Regions from separate parts of the Sus scrofa genome. Here regions 1 and 2 are each linked to region 3. The links are chromatin contacts, called in public Hi-C maps. All regions are on one chromosome and are shown on one strand. The core of a region is the stretch at or near the end of the contact, and the rest is flanking DNA. Distances in the headings are between cores, read along the strand shown. Region 1 holds the start of PXDN (peroxidasin homolog). Region 2 overlaps MYT1L (myelin transcription factor 1-like protein). Region 3 has its middle 31 kb from the start of TPO.

Region 1 (3,551 bases), core at 951-3,450, 72 kb before region 3:
CAGTCCGGGAGGGGGCCCCGCGTGCAGTGTCCAGCACCTGGGTGAGGCTCACAGGTCAGTGCCTGCCCAGACGGCATCCTTCTGCCCGCCCCCCATTAGAGACGAGCCCTCGGATAAGCTGCTCTGCTCGCCAGGCCCTGGTTTCCTCGGCTGCAAAAAGGGGGGATGATGGCCCTTCCTCCGGGATGTTGTGGGCAGGGTCTGCGCGCAGCAGCCGTGCGCTGGTCCTGCCGCAGAGCCGGCCTTAGGCGGCTGGGGGTGGTTCTGTGTTCCCGCAGCCACCCGATGGACCTCAGTGACTCAGTGACGGCGTCACAGAAAACAGAGATTGCTCGGCGATCGCGGCTCCTCTGTCTGGCTCCGTGAGCAACCGAGCCTGTCACCGTGCCCAGTCACACTGAAAGGAATGTTTGCTGCAGGACAGATAACAGGCTTTGGCACAGATGATACGGTTGGGAAAGCCATCATCAGAGGTCTTGGGAGCCGCGGGAAGGTCAGGATCCTGGAGCTGTGAGGCTTCCGCGGGCCGCCAGGGGGCGGAAGAGGAAATCCGGGCAAAGGCTGTGGAAAGGCGCTGGGCTGTGTCTGTGTCGGGAAGCGCTCCGTCCTCACCCGTGAGCTCCTACAAGCCCAACCCGGCCTCACTGCCCTGGCCTCTCACCACCACACCTCCACCCAGGGCTCCGCGGACGGCTGTCCTCCGGGAGACGGCCGACGCGCTGCGTGGATGGACGGACAGATGGACAGACGGACGGACATGTGGGGGATGGAAGGAGGGAGGGAGGGAGGAGGAGGAGGGGAGGGGATTTTAAGGACTGGCTCACGCCCCGGTGCCCTGGCAGGTCCTAGTTTTAGAGGCAGGTCAGGGGACTAGGAACGCCCGCAGGAGGGCACGCTGAGACTCTGCAGAATTTCTTCTCCGGGAAACCTCAGTTCCTGCTCTTAAGACCTTGAACAGACTGGAGGAGGGACCCCTCCTCTCCTAGACAGCCGGTCGCAGACAGGAACCAACGTTAGTCTCACCTCCCAAGGCCTTTGGCACAGCACCGGGACTAGCGTGTGGCCTGTCACTGGGCCAATGGCCCAGCCAATGGACACATAAAATTAGCTGCCCGAGCTGACCTCGGGAGGCCCAGGTTGAGGTGTTGGGAGAGATGTGGCTTTTCCCACTTAAACCCGAGGGACCAGAGCCATTTGGACAGCGGAGTGGCCCAGTCGAAGCGGCACATTCTCTGTTGCTGCAGGGCTGGGGGGTGGAGCAGCGGACCTGCGGGCCCGAGGTATGAGAAACAGTTGGAGGGACACATGGGTGACCCAGAGGAAAAATGACATTTTCAGGGAGAGTAAGGTTTTGGGTTTCTGATATGCAAGGCTGAAATTCTTGGGGGTCCCCAGAGAAAAAGCAAAATGAGTGTGGCCCCGGGCGTGGGCTCTGGGGGAGACGCGGGACTGGCCAGTGTGCAGGACCCCCGGGGGGCGTGACTGGACGGCTACCCCACGTGGTGACTGGGGTGAGAACGTCTGTCATGGACGTGCAGCCTCCGGAGGGGTCTAGAACCAGACCCCCGCTCAGCCGCACCCAGATGCAGCCCCACCGACGTGCAGGAGCAGCTGTTTGCCGACAGGGTGGCAGGAGCGAGCCAGGTCACCTCAGCCCCACTGTGGCACTTCCGGTCACGCAACAGTGTGGGTGTCAGAACAGACCCAGGCGCCTCTGAGGCTGAGGCTTGGTGACTGTGTGGCTTTGACGTCCTCCACTGTCACCGCAGAGACTGGATCCTTGAGGAAAGTGCTGGGGTGAGGCTGTGAACACACACACACACACACACACACACACGCAGGTGGGGCCCCTCCTTCCCAGGGCTTCTGCTCCAGACAAGGCCCCCCTGGAAGAGGCCACAGGGGAGAAACCAAAGGTCCATGAGGGTCCACCTGGTCCAGCGCTGCCTCCTAACAGTCCTGGGGGCAGCAGTGCACAGCCCTGGGCAGTGACCAGGCCTCAGGGGCTCCGCCGGGGAGCCCGGCAGCCTGGCTCTAATCCTGCAGCAGAGTGTGTCTGTGTGTTAGACAGACAAGGAGAGCGGGGTGGGGGGGGGGAGACAGAGAGACGGAAAGAGAAACGGAGACAGAGAGAGATTAAGGGAGAGAGACAGAAAGAGATAGAGACAGAGAGAGATTAAGAGACAGAGATTAAGAGACAGAGAGACAGAGCAAGCCCTTGGAATCCTGCCTGGGACTTGCCGGCGCTCCCAACGTGTTTTATAAAAGGACAAAAACCCTCTCGCATAGTGCGGACACGGCGGCCAGAGGACGTGAAGCAAACTTGGCTTAGGCCCCAGATCGTGGGCGGAGACCTGGGATTGGAACTTGGGGGCCCAACCTGGCCTCCACACGGCACCCCAGGCAGCCCTGGGAAGGGGGCGCCGCAGCCGGACGCACGGCTGGAGGTCCTCGCCCCGCCCCGGCCCTTGGGGAGGTGGGGGTGGGAAGGGAGGAGCCGCGCGCATGTGCACAGCTGGCGCCCCCCGCCCCCCGCGCACAGCTGGGACGTGGGCCGCAGTTGGGCGGCGGGAGGGCGCAGTCCAGAGCCGGCAGCCGACGCGCCGGGCCCTCACGATCGGTCCGAGTGTCCGCGTGTCCTGCGCGCCGTGGGCCATGGCCGTGCACCCCGCGCGTCCCGCGCGCCCCTGCCTGCTGGCGCTTGTGATGTGCTGCTGCTGGGGGGTGCTGGCCGTGGTCGCCCAAAAGCCGGGCAACGGGTGTCCTAGCCGCTGCCTGTGCTTCCGCACCACCGTGCGCTGCATGCATTTGCTGCTGGAGGCCGTGCCCGCCGTGGCGCCGCAGACGTCCATCCTGTGAGTGCGGCGGGGCGCGGGGCCCCGAGGGGCAAGGCGCGCGGGAGGATCGAGGGCCGGGGTCCGGGGTCCGGGAGGGAGGATGGTGCGGCGGGGCCTTTGTCCGCCCTGGCCGGGGCACGGGGGGCGGACCTGAGCGCAGCGCGCGCCGCCTCTGGAGCCGCCTTTGTTCGGAGCTCGGAATCCCCGCTGGACGGGGAAGTTGTTGGGAGCAGGCGGGGGAAGCCCGGCCGCCCCGCCCGGCCCGGTCCTGCTCGCTGCCGTCCTCCGCTCGCCTTTGCCCCCTTCCCGCCCCTTTCCGGGCCCCTCTCCTCCCCGCGCCCCGCGCCCCCTCCTCCGCTTCCCCCCTCCTCTCCTCCCCCCTCCCCTCCTTCCCCTCCTCCCACTCGGCGGTTCCCGCTCCGGTTTCCCGGTCCTCCCTGGGCGCGGTACCCCCGCCCCCGCACTGGGGGAGCCTCCCGGGCGCATCCTCCGTGACCCACGGCGGCAGCGCCCCCACGTCCCCGCATCGGCCGGGGCGCGGGGAGCCTCCTGCCCGGGTAGTCGCGAGCCCTGCGGGGCGCACGGTTTTCTCTCGGGCTTGCTCTGCGCCGCGGGAGAGCGGGGCCGAGCTCCGGGAGCGGCCGCGGTGCGGGTCCCTCCCCGAGTTGTGGCGCGGCGCGGCTGGCCGGGGGGTGGACAGAGTCGGGGTCCGAG
Region 2 (3,074 bases), core at 338-2,837, 99 kb before region 3:
AGGGAAGCTGGGAAATGTAGTCTTTGGGATGCTGGGAAATGTAGTCCACAAAGGATGCGGGGCAGTGTAGTCCTCTGGGATGCTGGGCAATGTGGTCCTTGGGACCCTGGGAAATGCAGTCTACATGGCATGCTGGGAAATGTAGTCCAATGACATGCTGGAAACTGTAGTCTTTGGGAGCCTGTGGAGAAGAGAAAGCCTTTATGCATCTGCCTTTCTGTGATGTTGAGAAGCCATAGTTTTTACCCAACCTACATAACAGGCAACTGAGCACCTTGAGATCTGCAAAGCTCCCATTTTAGAGATGGGAACAGTGCCAGTAAGGAGAAAGCTGGGACTCAGCCAAGGACTGCCAGGGGGATTTGTCCATGGACCACCTGCATCTCACTATGTCTGTCTGCCGGGACGCCTGCAAGTCCAGGCACAGGGCTGCTGTTGCAGGACAGGAACTGAAGCACCACAGAAGCAACCTGTCCCCCAGGTCTCGTGGGTGGACCTTCGAGAGGGAGTAAAGCAGGCAGACCTCTCCCCAGCCAGCCATCCCACCAGGAGGTACGCCCTCTGCTCTTGGCCTCCGCAGACAGGTCCGTGTCTGCCCGTAAGCGTGGAGCTTCCTCCCAGGCTGAGACTGTGGCCTCGCTCACTAAAGCCACACGTGGACAGAGGACACTAAAGCAGCCTTATTGTTCTTAACTCAAGACTGGCTGATATGAACCCAGATTCCACACCGCAGTCCAGGAACTGTGACCGGGCAGCTACCAGCCCTGCAGCTGCTGCCTCCTGGACATTCACCTTTTCCACCGGGATGGCCTGCACCCCTGCCTGCCCTGGCCAGAGGGCGGAGGGCCAGGAGTGGGCCTGGCCGCCCAGACCTGGCGGTGGCTTTTTTTTTTTTTTTTGACAAAAGCATATGAGAAACATCGTCCTTCCCTTTACGCCCCAAGAGGAAATGCCTCCTACAGTTGGGGTTTCTCTGTGACCTGCAGGAGGTGAGGGGGCCGAGGGAGGAGGCGGCTCCTCCAAAGCATCGATGCTGCGATGCTGCAGGTGGAGAATGTGCTTGTTCAGAGCAGCCCGCACGTGGGTTTGGTGTGTCTGCAGGACCCCTGCTCCCGGGGAACGAGCCGCGCACCATCTCGGTCTGCAGTCCCACAGAATCCGTGCTCAGAGAAAGCCTGGAAACAGAGGATGAGGTCGAAGTTCCCCTAAGCAGCAGAGCAGTGCACTTGGTGCTAAAGCCGGTTCCCCAGGAGTTTCTTACTTTCCTGCCAGTGGACATCACACAGCCCCATGTTTTTTAGCCTCACCCCCTGGAAATATTTGCTAGTGAACGATTTTCGGCAGTGATGTTCTCCTGAAGGAAGCGCCCCTCGGTGCGGGTCCTGATAAAATGCTGGGCGTCCTCCTTCTGCCCACTTCCCAGGCCCTTGGCGGTGTTTGCCTGGAGCCGTCTCTGGAATTCCTGGTGGAACCGGTGCCAGACGTCTGGGGCCCACCTAGCAGGCAACTGGTGCAGAGACGGGTTAACTGTTTGCTGCCCAGAGTCTGGACTCTGTGGCCTTTTTCCAGCCCACACTCAGAGCAAGCTGGTTTTAATTAGGGACGTTTGTTTCCATAAGGGCCCCCTGGGGCTCCGCTTCCAAACTCCAGCCTCCACACCGAGACCACCGGGGTCACTCCTGACTTGACTCAGGGCAAGGACTGGACCAGCGAGGACCCCGGGCGCCCAGGGCCACCCCCTTCCCCGAGGGAGGTGGGCACGGGCCGCCGCTAGATGGCACTGCGCCCTCGCCGAGGACTCCCGCCGAGCGCTGGGCACGGGCCGCCGCTAGATGGCGCTGCGCCCTGGCCGGGGACTCCCGCTGAGCCTGGCAGGCCTGCTCCAGACGCTTCCAAATTTGACCCACGCTGGGTGCAGTCACTGGATCGGAATGGCAGGAACACGGTGCGGGCGTGTTCGCACAAAACGCACCCCGCCGTGGGTCTGTCTCTGTCTCCTAATTTAGTCCATCCCGGCTGGCAGTTAGTTCCCTGGGAAGTAAGAGCATCAGCCTCAGACTGAAGTCTGGTTCTGACTCTCAGGCTGGGTTGACCCTTTCCAGGTCCTGGTCTGGGCACCAGCAGCCTGGTCTCGTGGAGACGCCTGAGTCCCTCACTCCGCTGGCTTCTGTGTGGCCGAGCTTCCTTGTGGCTGCTGTCCAGCCTCACACTGTCCTCCTTCTCTTTCACGTGGGCAAGCGACCCGGTGTGCACAGCATTCAGCTCCAAACATCCCGGAGCAACGGGACACACCTGGCCCCCGAGCAGCAGGCCTCAGGGCCGACAGCCCCGCTGGGTACAAACAGGAGGCAGACGCCTGGTGCCGCCCCCCTGCCCCGCCTCTGGAACATAGAAGCTTCGTGAGCAAGCCCAGACCCCGGCCGGGTTCGGGGAAGGGCGCGGGTATGGTGGTCACTCAGCCTCTGGGGAGTCCAGCGTGGTCACCAGAGGCAAACATCTCGTCTGTCAACAGCTCTGAGCTTCCTTGTGAAGAACAGTGAAAACACCTGCTGTACAAAGATTCGCCCTCCTCCTGAACAGCTAAAAGCCGTGGCAGAAAATGTGTCGAAGCTCAGCCAGGCAGAAGCCGGCGGAGTGAGGGACTCGGTGGCTCCACGCCACCTGGCTGGAGGTGCCCAAACCAGGCTGCGCAGCAGGACGCCCTGCAGACAGTTTAACCTGGAAAAGTGTCTGGAGAGATGCTCAGAAACCTCGTGGCATCGCTGCAGACGTCACGGGACGTCCCCTTTCACAGACGCTGCCTGGGACCACGCAGTGCACGCGCCGCCGGCCGGGGGGCAGATACAGGCGCAGATAATAGACCAGCAGCCTCTCTGCCTGCGGGCAGAGTCTGCGTAGCCCGAATGAGCGCACGAAGTACAGAGCGGGGTCTTGGTGTGACTCTCGGGAAGTATCGTACATCGTATGGGTTTTCCTTCCACCTGCGCATGCGGCGCCCTGCACGCTGACACGGCGCAGAGGGTCCCCGTGCCCCCGGGACCACAGCTTCCATGGAAGGCACTCAGCACGGCCCT
Region 3 (3,546 bases), core at 919-3,418:
GGAGTCTCTAGTTGCATCCACGTTGCCACAAAGGGACGCTTTCATTCTTTTTCATGGCTGAGTGGTATTCCACTGTGTATGTGTACCGCATCTCCTGAAAGCAGTCCTCTGTCGACAGACACTTGGGTTGCGTCCATGTCTTGCTGTTGTGATGGTGCTGCAGTGACCCCTGGGGTGCACGTGTTTGTTCGGATATGCGATGACGGTCCCTGAGTGCAGAACAACCCTGAGGGACCCAGGCAGCTGGAGGGCAGTGTCGACACCCCACACGGCATACCTGAGGTTCGGCCACCAGCTAGGTGCTGGGGCTGAACCTGTGAGATAACGGACAGGTGAGGGAGGGGTGACTGCGGCCCCTCCCTTGGGGCCAGCCGTCCTCCCATCCCCCACCGCCTGGCTCCCAACCCCCAGCGGCCACCTGTCTCCTGCCCGCGGTGCTGGCCTCCTTGCAGCAACCAGAACGCTCCTTTAAAGCACCTGGCTTCTCTGCTTTCGTTCCCAGAACCTTCTGGAGATCTGTGAACCTTTGGGGAGGATACGCATGTTCTCTTGAAATCTCCTCCTAGGCCCCAGCTGGGGCCGCTTCTCCCGGGGACCCTCAGGGAGCGTCTGGGTCCCTGTAACCTCGAGGCTGGGCCAGCCCACCCGGTCTGCCAGACCCCACGGCCAGCTGACCCCGCCCTGAACAAGGCCAGCTGTGCCCCAGACAGTGGTGGTTCCCGTTTCTCTGCCTCGTTCTCCGGCCTGGGTCCTGAAAGCCTCCTGCCCACCTCCCAGGAGAACGTCGCCTCGAGCGGCCTTGAAGGGAGTTTGTTGGTGTCACTTAAATTGTCGCCTTTCATCATCGTGTGACAGCCCCCAGCCGTTCCATGCTGGGCTGCTCTGTGCTTCTGGCCAGCCTGGGGTTCTTGCTGGTGCTGGTGAACCGGGTCCGTCTACACCGATGTCTTGCAGTGTCGGTGCACAGGACCAGCTCCCGAGGCCCTGGGCTGCTGGGCAGTGGTCACCAGGCAGACCACGCTGGACTCGGCGCCCCCCAGAGGCCCGGCCCCCATCAGGGCGAGCGGCCGCCCTTGCGGACCCCGGGCCAGCGGGGGCCTGGCGGGTGACCCGAGAACAGCAGAGCCTCCCTCGGACGGGGAGCGGCTCTGAGACGCAGACTCCGCCAGCCCATGGCATTTCCTCATAAACGTCGGAAACACAACCGACAAATTCAAGTGGCCCTTTCAGACCCTGGCTGGCTCTGCAACGTGAGACCAGTGTCATTTACAAACCTTTAAAAACAGATGCCAGCGGGAGCTCACGGTAAAACCTTCTCACAAATTCTCGCCTTTCTGTCACAGATACGAGCTGCTGCCAAACTCAACATTCCACCCTCAGATTTTCCCCAAACCTTTGTTTTCTGGCTACAAATCATCGCTGTCTTAGCTCCTTCGCTGTCTCTGAATTTCTGTGGTTAGTACCAGCAATTGATGCTTTTGAAAGAAAAATGCTTTACAAATAATAACCTCCCCGCACCACCAGCCGTCCCCAGGCAGGTTGACCTAAACACCGTGCCTGAGCCAGGACAGGGGCCGGAGCGGCCGTCCCGCTGCAAGGAGGCTAATGGCCCCTCGGGCCCCTGAGTGTGGACGGGGCCCCTCGACTTGGGAGCCAAGGCTCTTCTGGCTGGAGGGCGGGGGTCCCGCCGTGGCGCACGAGTGACGGGGGACGGCCTGGGTTTGTGTGACAGGTGGTCCACGGAGGCCCGGTGGCGCAGTGGCCCGAGGAAACACCATACCGCTGAGCTGCCCGCCCACATCTCGAGGGCGAGCTTGCCCTGCTCAGCGGAATTTGGAAGGTCCTGTCTCGCCCACCTCTGACCGCGTGGGGTCACTGGGAACGCGCAGGGGACGCAGGACGAGGAGAGGCTGCCCCATGCTGGCCCCACCTCACTGTCGGGCGGCGCACTTGGAGCCGGTGCCAAGTTCCACTCGGCTGCTGGGATCAGAGCGCCGCTTCCTGGCCCCAAAATGACTTCCAGCAGCTGGAAGAAACCTAAATCCTTAGGTCTGCGGAAAAATCCCGAGGCGTGTTCTCCACCCTCTAAGAAAACAGGTTCCCACTTGTGTTTTAATGTGAACCGCGGGGCCGGTGTTGGGGGAGGTTTCTGGTTTCCCCAGATCAGTGGTGGGGCCTCTGAGGCAACGGGAACACGGCTGGCGGCCGTGGCCAGGCCTGCGGTGCAGCCGGCACAGGGCGCGAAAGCCCCACCATCTCCCACACAGCAGCCCTGCGGCGGGGCCAGAGCCCGAATCTAGGAGACGAGTGAACCCCACGCGGCAAGGCGGACCACCCGCCCCGGCACTGACCGACCGGGTGCAGCGCAGAGGGCCGGGTCCGAGGCCCTGGGGAGCCCTCCTGGGCGGTGGCGGGGGGGGTCCTGGCGCTTACTGATTTCAGCCTGACTTCAGCCAGCTCACAAACTTCCTGCATTTTAGGGGTGTAGGGGCCCCTCCTGCCCACCCTGCTGGATGGACCCCGGCTGCCAGCAACTGGCCTCTGCAACCCCAGGCCTGGCCCTCGGGCTCCTGCTGAGCAGACAGGCCCCTTCCTGTCTGTGACAAAGCCCGAGGGCCTCGTGAACAGAGTGGGTGTGGGTGTCCTGAGATGATGGGGTGACTTGTGCCACAGCCGTGGAACCAAGGGTGTGTCACATCACCTGGGCACGGGGCACGGACTGAAGCTTCAGACACCACGGCCTGGGTGGCGGGGAGAGGGTGGGTGGGGGACAGCGGGGACTCGGTCTGGACGAGCCTCGGGCGGATGCTGCACCCCCATCTCGCCCTCGAGCGAGCATCCCTGAAGGGAGCGGCCACTGCTTGGTGCACACGGGCCCTTTCAGCCCAGCCCCCTGCCTTAATCCCCAACCGTCTGAGCTTCGCAGGGTCAGAGAGGCGGCAACATGTGATCGGATTCTTCCAGGGCGGACAGGAGGCCTCCAGGGAGGGAGTCCTGAGAAATGTCACCCGGATTCTGGGCTTGAAATGCGCTCAGGCAGGTGCATTTCCTCTGTGCATGCGTCTCTGCCCCCGGCCTGGTGGGTCCTCCTGGAGCAGCGCAGACGGGCTTCCTGGAGCTCAGACGGGGCAGGAGCCACACGCCGACACGGCCCCGTCCACACAGACACACACCCTGGGCTCTGGAAGCCAGGCTGCAGGGGGACAGGTCTGAGGAGGTGGGGGAGGTGACGGACCCGCAGCGGGTTGAGCGGAGAGGCCACACTGCCCCCTGGCGCAGCCTCCTGGCTCCAGGAGAGACACCTGGGCTGATGCCCAGACGTGAGGTCATTCACCCAGAGCCTGACGGGCCATGTGATGAAGGCTGTGGTCACCTCCTCCCTCCTCCCAGGCCATGAGCGGGCGGAGGAGCCTCTAGGGCCGCTGGACGTGCGCCATGGCCGCTGTGCTGACCACGGTCCTTGGCGTCTCCAACCTTGGAAGCACACAGGCTGCTCCGCGGGCATCGAGAGGACGAAGGACAGCCTGGCCCCCGCCTGCCTTTCTC

The links. Hi-C and Micro-C count contacts between places; a contact is called where the count stands out from the background.
Region 1: a Hi-C map of retroperitoneal adipose tissue shows a contact between it and region 3, with 2.0 times the contacts expected there. The contact joins the promoter of PXDN here to the enhancer-like site in region 3. A contact is called at or near these places in 3 of 47 Hi-C or Micro-C datasets (heart right ventricle, retroperitoneal adipose tissue and skeletal muscle) and 1 of 2 datasets of contacts at active chromatin or transcription factors (skeletal muscle).
Region 2: a Hi-C map of retroperitoneal adipose tissue shows a contact between it and region 3, with 4 times the contacts expected there. The contact joins two enhancer-like sites. A contact is called at or near these places in 5 of 47 Hi-C or Micro-C datasets (embryonic fibroblasts, heart right ventricle, omental adipose tissue and 2 more) and 1 of 2 datasets of contacts at active chromatin or transcription factors (skeletal muscle).

Annotation. Positions count from the first base shown.
Region 1 is chr3:132,304,088-132,307,638 of Sscrofa11.1, forward strand. PXDN (peroxidasin homolog) reads left to right here and starts at 2,201. Exons shown (of 22, transcript XM_005662789.3): 1 at 2,201-2,855. The coding sequence starts at 2,506.
Region 2 is chr3:132,278,399-132,281,472 of Sscrofa11.1, forward strand. The region is part of intron 20 of MYT1L (myelin transcription factor 1-like protein); the gene reads left to right. Among named protein-coding and RNA genes, the nearest start is that of PXDN, 26 kb to the right of the region's middle. Within about 2 kb of position 1,588, at least 27 of the 83 cell types and tissues checked have an H3K27ac peak or open chromatin away from gene starts, as enhancers often do. A contact at or near this core is called in retroperitoneal adipose tissue and skeletal muscle, where this site is marked.
Region 3 is chr3:132,376,488-132,380,033 of Sscrofa11.1, forward strand. No RefSeq gene overlaps it. Among named protein-coding and RNA genes, the nearest start is that of TPO, 31 kb to the right of the region's middle. Within about 2 kb of position 2,169, at least 8 of the 83 cell types and tissues checked have an H3K27ac peak or open chromatin away from gene starts, as enhancers often do. A contact at or near this core is called in retroperitoneal adipose tissue and skeletal muscle, where this site is marked.